Regions from separate parts of the Zea mays genome. Here region 2 is linked to region 1. Evidence: chromatin contacts called from public Hi-C data. All regions are on one chromosome and are shown on one strand. Each heading gives the region's core, a stretch centred on a gene start, on an enhancer-like site or on the middle of the called end of the contact. The rest is flanking DNA. Distances are from core to core; before and after follow the strand shown. Region 1 holds the start of LOC100274830. Region 2 holds the start of LOC100285473.

Evidence for each region. A called contact is a pair of places that touch in the nucleus more often than the background predicts.
Region 2: a Hi-C map of leaf shows a contact between it and region 1, with 6 times the contacts expected there. The contact joins the promoter of LOC100285473 here to the promoter of LOC100274830 in region 1. A contact is called at or near these places in 4 of 25 Hi-C or Micro-C datasets (bundle sheath, leaf and leaf mesophyll).

What each region holds. Positions count from the first base shown.
Region 1 is chr4:202,392,685-202,397,454 of Zm-B73-REFERENCE-NAM-5.0, forward strand. LOC100274830 reads right to left here and starts at 1,858. Exons shown (of 2, transcript NM_001149098.2): 1 at 914-1,858. The coding sequence starts at 1,791. The coding sequence ends at 916.
Region 2 is chr4:202,577,989-202,582,758 of Zm-B73-REFERENCE-NAM-5.0, forward strand. LOC100285473 reads left to right here and starts at 2,581. Exons shown (of 1, transcript NM_001158366.2): 1 at 2,581-3,526. The coding sequence starts at 2,660. The coding sequence ends at 3,283. It overlaps LOC100381775 (Two-component response regulator-like APRR9), which reads left to right. Exons shown (of 8, transcript NM_001355470.1): 6 at 108-492; 7 at 747-1,530; 8 at 1,618-2,112. The coding sequence ends at 1,731. It overlaps LOC107275229 (FAD/NAD(P)-binding oxidoreductase family protein), which reads left to right and starts at 3,720. Exons shown (of 2, transcript NM_001320476.1): 1 at 3,720-4,050; 2 at 4,240-4,770. The coding sequence starts at 3,944.

The DNA of each region.
Region 1 (4,770 bases), core at 608-3,107:
TTTGATATATTTTTCTCTATTCACAGTATTGTACTCATAGTCTCATACTTCTGTTGACACTTGAAACCAACACATCACCAACATTGATTCACAAAAGAAAACATTTCCACTTTGCTCAAATCCAATTGAACAAACAAGGTCATGAATGGAAGACAAATGCTAGCGACTTGAAACCAAAACGGAGGCAACACTTTTTATGTAACAGAAAACTTCCATCAGCCAATATCCAATACAGTTTTGATGGTTCACTGCATGCTTTGCAAATAAGAAAAAGAAAGATAATAATGAGTTGGCAAACAAAGTTGGTACATAAGTGAATCAGGCACCACTTCAAGATTCACTCTACCTAGGTGCTACGAGCCAAACTGCCAAATGCCTACTCACAACTAGGCACTTGGCGACTTGGCGTATTGGTATGAGCCTGTTGCTGACCTGGCGTTGTGTGGTCTTTTGCTTTTATTTGACTGCATGGCATGAAACGATTCCACAAAATTAAAAAAAAAACATTCACATTTAATAAAACTAGGTTTACCACACTTTCTGTTGCTTAGCATACAAAACTAGTGAACCCACAGGGTTAGTCAAACATATTTGGCTTTTATACTACTTTTTTTGTTTATAGCACCAATGACACTGCCTTTGTCATTTGACTGCAACATGGCACCGCCATTGACAATCCCACATTATCGTTTCCTATCTGGTTTCAGGAAAACGAAGAGGTTGTGCACAAGAACAAGGACATCTAAATATAATACAATCGAAGGCTATGTATTTTGCACGCCTCATTAGGATCAGACATAACACACAGGGTCCACACAAAAACTACACTGTCCTGGAATGCGAAGTAAGATTAAGGCATCGATAGAAAAATAGAAATGCATGATCGGAGTGTAAAATCACCATGACTACTAACCTTCACAACACGACATCGCACCTTCTTGGCGGCCCATCGAAGGCCGCCTCAGTGGAATTCTTCCCGCGGAAAACCACCTTGACGCCATCGCACATAACCCTCATGACCCTCCGGCGCGTGCGCCAGCCACCTCTGTCGAAGACGGCGACGGCCATGAGCCTGACCTCGACGTCGACAGCGCCCCCGGCGCCGGTCTTGAGCGCTGCGGCGTCGTCGGGCCCGACGTAGGCATCCTCTACGACGAGGCGGAAGGCGATCGTGGTGGTGTTGCCGGGGCCCTGGCCGAAGGGCGCGAGCGAGGCGACGGCGAGCGGGGAGGAGGGCGCGAAGGAGACGGATGCGAGGGGTGAGAAGTAGGCGACGGAGAGCTTGGCGTTGGGGTTGGCGGCGAGGAGGGCAGCGTCGAAGGAGGCGGAGAGTGAGGAGTTGGCGGGGGAGTAAGCGACGCGGGAGAGGGCCAGGGAGGTGAGGGAGAAGGCCGGGGCGCGCGGGCGGAGGAGGAGCCAGACTATGAAGGTGGCGGCGCCGAGGAGAAGGAAGGCGCCAACGACGGCGGCGAGGAGGCGGCGCAGGCAGGTGGGCGGCGGCGGCGGGTGGGCCGCGTAGTGGTGGTGCGTCGGCGGGGGCGGGGGATACGGGTAGTGGTGGTGCGGCGGCGGGTGATGGTGGTGAGGAGGGGCGGGGTAGGGGTACGCGACGCCGAAGGTCGCCGGAGCGGAGCCGTTGGCGGCGGCGGCGGCGGGCGGCGCGGCGGCGAAGTAGGCGCTGGGGTTCCCGTTGGGGGCGGGGTAGCCCATGGCGGGGGCCGGCGGGGCCGGGGGCTTGGAGTTGGGATGGTCGGGCGGGTGAGCGGAGGAGGACGAGGAGGAGGGCTGCATGCTGGAGATCCGGCGGAGGAGTGGCGCGGCGCTGGTCGGTGAGAGCAGGCGAGCGGTGGTGTTGTTGTGGTGGGGTTTGCTTTCGGTTCAGCGATGGATGGTGATTTAGGATCTGCTCCTCACTACTGGCCGTGGGACGTTGAGATTGAGACGGCGGCAGCAGCGCGGGCGTCTCTCTCTCTCTCTCCGCGTCTGCGTGCCTCCTTTTCCTGCTGCTATGCCTGCGCGTGGGTCGGTTCACAGGTGGCCTGCCATAGATTGGGACGTCGGAGTACGCGGCGATAAATCCTGTTCCGTTCCGTCTTTTTCTCGAACGAAGTTTTACTCCCACTCCGTTCCTTTGTGGGCGGGTATTTATCCTAAACATCGAAAATGTGGGACAAATTTATTATTTTAAATATATATTATAAAGAATTTATTATAATTTTTAGTTATGTTGTTAAGCACATTATAAAAAATAAAAATAAAGCTTTTGTGCATTATTTGCTCCCTGTATAAAAAGTAAAAAATCATCCGAATTCAAATCTGTATCCGTATCCGAATTTTGTATTTTTCATTTGACAAATTATAGAACAAATTTAAGGTTCACCTGTTATGAATTTTAACAAGCTTAATGCTAAAAACAAAAACAACAACCTTAATGCTAAAAACAAAAACATAGGTTTGCATGACATATTTTATATCCTAATTATTCATAATAAAAAAGACCAAAAACTTAATATCCCAACAAGTATCATTCGGATTCATCCATACAAGCTCTATACTTCATGGCAAGACGTGTAGAGGACTTCAAGGATCGAATGTGTTGGCGCCGATCCGGGCGCTAATCACTGCATTGAGAACCGGCGGCGGTGCTCTGCACAGGCGTGGACGGTCCGTGGCTAGGGACCGGACGGTCCGCGAACTGGAGCAGGGCTAGGGTTCCCTGCCTGACGGGCCGGACGGTCCGAGCCTATAGGCCGGACGATCCGCGCGTGCGCAGGTGCGGCCGAGTTCGTCGACGGCGCCTGAATCTCGCTCCCGGGAGGGACCCCGTCGGGGAGGAGAGATTCTATGTGTTATCTAGGGTCAGCAGGCTGACCTAGACACCTCTAATCGACGTAGAGCCGAAGAGAAGCGAAGAATTTGGGGATTGAGAGGCTAAACTAGAACTAAACTAGAACTACTCCTAATGCCTAAGGTAAAAACGAGAGATAAACTGATTATTGATTTGATTGTTGATGATTAATCAGCCGTATTCCTCTGTATTTATAGAGGAGGGGGCTGGACCCATTACAAACAAATTTCTCGAGTCAATTCCGCGAATCTAGCCAATAACTGTAGCAAGAAACTCGGAACCCTAACTGACTCTGCGCGCGCGGACCGTCCGCACGGTCATTTTTGCTCTCCAACATATGCCCCCTGCCCTTTGGCGGAGCTGAGCGAACCAAAAGCAACTAACTCGATGTGATCACATCGGTTTTCTTAGACTTCTTGCCACATATTAGGATGGTACTGCTTGAGGAAACGCCCGTTTAACGCCTTAGGCAAATCTTTGCCTTGTAATATTTGCAATTAGTAGGCGTTACCGGACATCACCTGTGTGACTCTGTAAGGGCCTTTCCAGCTTGGCGACCACTTCCCAAACTTCCGGTCTTTGCTCCTTAGAGGCAAGATAGTCTTCCATACCAGGTCCCTTACCTGGAACGATTTAGCCTTGACCTTCTTGTTGTAAGCTTTGGCGACCATGACCTTGTCCTTTTCTATTTCTCCTAAGGGCGTCACTCTCTTGTCGGTCACTTCATCAATATTGTCCATCATTGAATTATAATAATCACCGACAGTCAGATCATTTTGCTTGGCGAACCTGACAACATTTAAACTTATCTCTGCAGGTAACACTGCTTCCTGCCCATAGACAAGCTCAAACGGAGATACTTTAGTAGCACTGTGTTTAGATATTCTATGAGCTCATAAAGCTTCGGACAAAGTTTATGCAACTACTTAGGATTATCAGATATCTTCTTTTTTTATCAGGCTAATCAATGTCCTATTACTAGACTCGGCCTGTCCATTGCCCTGGCCATAATACGAAGATGAATTGAGTAACTTAATTCTATAAATTCAGCAAACTCACGTACCTCCTTTGACATAAAATAAGCCCCCTGGTCTATAGTCAAAGTCTGGGGAATGCCGAATCTATGAATAATATGCTCAGTTATGAACTCAATTACCTCTATGTGTGTCATGTTCTTTAGAGCAACGGCTTCAGTCCATTTGGTAAAGTAGTCAGTGGCAACTAACACGAACTGATGCCCTTTTGATGATGAAGGATGAATCTCTCCTATAAAGTCCAATCCCCATCCTTGAAAGGCCAAGGCTTAATGATAGGATGTAATTCGGCTGCAGGGACCAACTGTAAGTCGTCGATGTTTTGACATACTTGGCATCCTTTGTAGTACTTGAAACAATCAGCTACCATGTTAGGCCAATAGAAGCCAGACCTTCGCAATAACAACTTCATCTTTGAAGCCGATTGATGGGTACCATAAATCCCTTCATGTACTTCGGCCATGTCTAATATAGCATCACCTGGGCCCAAGCATTTAAGTAGGACATCGTTGCCTGTTCGGCGGTAGAGTTCATCACTTATTAAAATATACTTAAAAGTTGTACGCCGAACGTTCCTATCCGTCCTAACACTGGGATTTTGTAGATAATTATGGGTGTCCTCCAATCGCTTGCATCAGCTTCATTACCAGCCGAATCAATCAGGAGAACCTTCCTGGCAGCCTCGAACGGACCGGAACCCTCACCTGGACGGTATGCGACTTGGGGAATTGGCCCTGTACTGGTTATCAGATTTTAGGTGTTGTGAAATTTCCCTCGTTTTATCCGATAACCTGATGCATCTTGTGCCAAATTGTTAGTTCTGTGATTCTCAACTCTAGAGATGTGTCGAATGTTGAATTCGTCAAAAGAATGAATTATGCCCCCAAC
Region 2 (4,770 bases), core at 1,331-3,830, 190 kb after region 1:
ACCTGGTTACATAATTTTATGTTAACTTGTGCTCTGTTGTCCATGAGTTAGTGTGTGCCACTCTATTGTGCACATGCAATAGTAATTTCTAATTTCATCACATGCAGGTGCTCCAAGTGGAAGTGAGAAGAATGTGCGGTCCAAATGCCTTAACGGTATTACTTCTGCAAAGGTGGCTGAGCAAATTATGGATAATGCCTTGAGGATCACGGATGCAAGTTCACGCCGTCCAACAAATCTTGGCAATGGTTTGGCTATGACTGAGCCAGCAGCTGACAGAAAATGTCAATCTTCGGTCATGGAAAATAATGCTGTCACAGAAAATAACCCTGGTGATAAGTCGAAGGGTGCTGCAATAGGTCATGCTGATTCTTGCCCCTCCGAATTTATGGTGACCAACTTGGGGAAGGAACACCATCTTAATGGTTACAAAAACCAAGAATTCAGGGAAAAAGATATCTTTAATCACTCGAATTCCTCTGCCTTTTCAAGGTACTTTGTGCTGATGGGTTTTAAACTTTAGTCTAAATAAATTCTGATTGCCCATGTAGTTCTTGAGTGTTGCTGGAAATTATCTGTTAACGCATCGCTTTCTCTATCCATGCTGATTTGTTTCTTTATAACGTTACATGTTTTAGTACTTCTATAGACCTGAGACCCCTAAGTCAACATTAGTAACTGCTCAAATGTGTTGCATAACTCTGACTAGCTTTATTGTGTTTGTCCATGGCTTCAACATGACACAGATATGGCAATAAAAGGATAGAACCATCAGGTGAGATTCAGTTTTTCCCTTCTCCCTGCGTCATTGGGCAAGGGCATGTTAATGGCAAGAACCCAGTTTTCCAACCCAATGGGGTGTTGCTGCCTCCCAATGAACATAATACAGGTGAGAGTACAAGGCAAGCTCGAATTTCTCTGGACAGTAGGACAGAGGGTGCTGCCATCCTGTGTTCCACTAGTGCCAGGGAAGATGCTGGTGCAAATAGTTCTTCCCATAGAAAGGACAGTATGAGCCATCCCTCATATGGGTTTATACCTGTTCCAATTCCTGTTGGTGCCACGATGCCGTACCATTATGGTGCGATTCTGCAGCCCGTATACTACCCACAGAGTCCTCTTATGCACTGTGATTCAGCTGGAATCAACAAGGCAGCAATCCAGCATGCCTCTGGGCAACCTAATTACCATGAAGCTCCCGGTAAACCATCTCATGTTCTTATTGAACACAAACAGTCAGAGGAAAACCACCAGTTGCATCATTCAAGACAAATTCTTCGGGAATCAGGAGAACCAATTGACATGGCGAGAGCTCACGTGGATCGTGCTAACCAGACTGCAAGCTGCAGCCAAGGTATCTGTAAAGGAAGTGGATGCACATGTAGTGGTGAAGCCGATATCAACGCAAACACAATGGTTGCCCTAGAGAGTGGCAACGAGAGTGGAATCCAAAATGGTGACAGGTCTCGCCGTGAAGCTGCGTTGATGAAGTTTCGCATGAAAAGGAAAGATAGATGCTTCGAGAAAAAAGTACTTCATCTGATAACCCTTTTTAGTTACCATTAAATAACTACCGAATGATTTTTCTTTATCTAACCCTAGTTTTCATTTCTACAGGTTAGGTATCATAGCAGGAAGAAGCTCGCAGAGCAAAGGCCAAGAGTTAAGGGACAATTTGTAAGCCAAAAGCTGAACTCAGCTACAACAACAGACGCAGAAGCTGACTCGTGACCGGCGTCAAGTCATCACTGTAACTTATTCTTCCCTTCCCACCAGGTGTGGGCAATCGGACTTGTAAGACTGAAGGCTGGCAGAAGTTTTTTCCCTTCCATGGTTAGCCTTTCTGCACAATGGGTGAACTCTTGTGTCGGGTGTTTGGTGCCGTTGTGGCCTTATTTTTGTAAAGTGCATCAAATTGACAAATGTTCAGAGGGGAATGGGTTGGGGGTTTAGGAAAACGGTGCAGCTGCCAGATTTCGCCTATGTACTTAGATGTTTGTGGGGGGTGAGAAAGCAGAGCCTGTACAGCTTATTCACCCATTTTGTTGCCATTACACTAGTAGTGACTTGTACTATGACAACAGTAGACATTGTTGTACAGCCTTACCAGTCAGCAGCGGGTCTTTCTCATTTTATTTATTAGTTATTAATCCTGTGGGTAATCATGTCGATAAGGCGCCGCCCTGTATGCAGGGACAGTTGTTGATTTGTTTGATCCAATCCAATCATCCAGCGTTTTGCTTGCTCATCATTCACAGGTAATCTTTCGACGTATTTCCTTAAATAATACTTTCCGTGGCCTTACCTTTTCACCCAAAGGCTGGTGCACATGAAGGATTCACAAGCTGCAGATTTGTTGGGATTAATCCTGTGGCGTAAGAGGAACCGGCAATTCCTTAGTGCCCATTTCAAGAGCATCTACCTTTACAGCCAGCATTTCTCATCTCACTCAGCAGCCCACATATTCCGTTGGAGCTTGCGCCTCAAGTTTGGCACATTTCTTTGCCGCGCTGGGCCTCCAGGTCCAGGGCCCAGGCTCTCTATATTACGTAAACAAACCCAGAGTTCCGCGGGAATCTCACCTGTGAAAGCGAGCACACGCAACGCAGCTACGCAAGCAAGCCTGTTCTCTGTCGATTGAGGCCGCTACACGGCGGCAATGGAGGGAAGAAGGGCGGCCGTGTCGTTGGTGGCAGCAGTGTCGCTGCTGCTGGCGTGCTCGCGATCCCCATTCCCGGTCGTCGCCGCTGATGAGGGCGAGCCGGCGGTGGGGGCCCCGGACACGAACCAGCTGTGCGTGAGCAAGTGCGGGACGTGCCCGACGATCTGCACGGCGTCGCCGCCGACGATCCTGCCGATGACAGCGCCGCCGCCGCCGGCCCTTGCGCTGCTGCCGCTGTCCGCGCCCCCGCCGCCGTACCTGCAACTGGTGCTGCCGCCGCCGCCAACGGGGGACGTGTACGACCTGCTGCCTCCGGTGACGCCTCTCACGAGCCCGCCGGAGTCCCCGTGCACGACCCCGCCTTCGTCCTCATCGTCGTCGACGGAGCCTCCGCCGTCGCCACCCTCCTCCTCCTCGCCGCCGTCGCCGCCGCCGCCGAAGAGCGGCGGCGACGGTGGCAGTGGCTCGTCCTCGCACTTCTCGTCCCCGCCGTCGTCGTCAAACCCGTACTACTACCTGTACCTCTCCGGCGGCGCCAGGGCCCGCGGCGGCGCGTCCAGCAGCGCTTGCGCGGCGCTCGTCCTCGCCGCGTTCCTGCCCGCCGTCGCCCTCTTCAAGTGACGCGCGCTCTGTTGGTTACTAGTTACGACTGCCATCCATCAGTCGGCTGTCCAGACCGGCCGGCGTAAAGACTAGGACATGCATTACGTACTCTCTTCGTTTTGGCATCCGATTCGATGATGATCTGTCGACCTTTCCGATGCCAGATGATTGTCCATGCAGACAGTACGTAGTTGTGTTTACATTTTGTCCATTGTACCTTAATGATTTTGTAAAGTGGATTCTGATGATGGTTTATTGTGTTCGTTCTGCCTTTGGCTTCGACGTTGCTCAGTGTGCCTGTGAGGAAGCTGTTGCAACTTACAATCTTCTTCTTTTCCTTGTTTGTCTCACACCTGCGGTGAATTGACACCTATTTTTGGCAAGCAGCTCGATTTAGCATTTTCTGGCCGATTAGCACATTGACATGTGGGCCCTTCTCCTAACAAATGAGCACCAGAAGGGGAACCCCCTAGCTCCCCTCCGAAACGAAGCAAACTCACGAGCTCCCGCCAAATTAATCTCCTCCATCCATAAATACGAATTTCGACGCAGAAGACGACGGAGCGTCGATCCATCTCGATCGATCGAGTTGTTCGTCCGTCGCATGCAACTTGCAGCAGGCGCCTTCTTCTTCGGCGCGACGAACTAGCTAGCTAGGACCCCATCCGGCGGTGCACCATGCTGCGGTCCACCGGCGACCGCGTCGTCGTCGTGGGCGGCGGCATCGCCGGCGCCCTCCTCGCCAAGACGCTCCAGAACCACGCCGACGTCGTCCTCATCGACCCGTGAGCTTCCGCCGCGCGCGCCGTTTGGAGCTGCCCTCCTGCACATTTCATATTTCCCTCCCAGCTAGCGTAGCGCGCGTGGATCGGATCGGATGATCCATGCATGCTAGCTTCCCCTTGATATGTATGCATGCATGCATGGCCGGCGACGTGCGACCCATGGATTATTGGATCCTTCCGTGCATGCAGGAAGGAGTACTTCGAGATCCCGTGGGCCAACCTGCGCGCCAAGGTGGACCCGGCGGCGGTGGAGCGCACGGTGATCGCGCACTCCGACTACCTGACGCACGCCAAGGTGGTCACCGCCTCCGCCGTCGGCCTGGACGACTCCGTGGTGCTCACCTCCATCGGCCGCGCCGTGGCGTACGACTTCCTCGTGGTCGCGACGGGGCGCACGTGCAACCGGCCGCAGAAGCGGTCGGACCGGCTGGAGATGTTCCAGCGCGACAAGGACCGGATCGACGCGGCGGAGTCGGTGCTGATCGTCGGCGGCGGGCCCATCGGCGTGGAGCTGGCGGCGGAGATCGTGATGAAGAGCCCCGAGAAGCGCGTCACCATCGTCCACGGCGCGCCGCGGCTGCTCAAGGTCATGGGCGCCCGGGCGTCGGCCAAGGCGCTCGAGTGGCTGCGGTCCAAGAACGTCACCGTGCTGCTGGACCAGACGGTGGACCTGGCGTCGGCCACCCCGGACACCCGGACGTTCACCACGTCGGCGGGGGA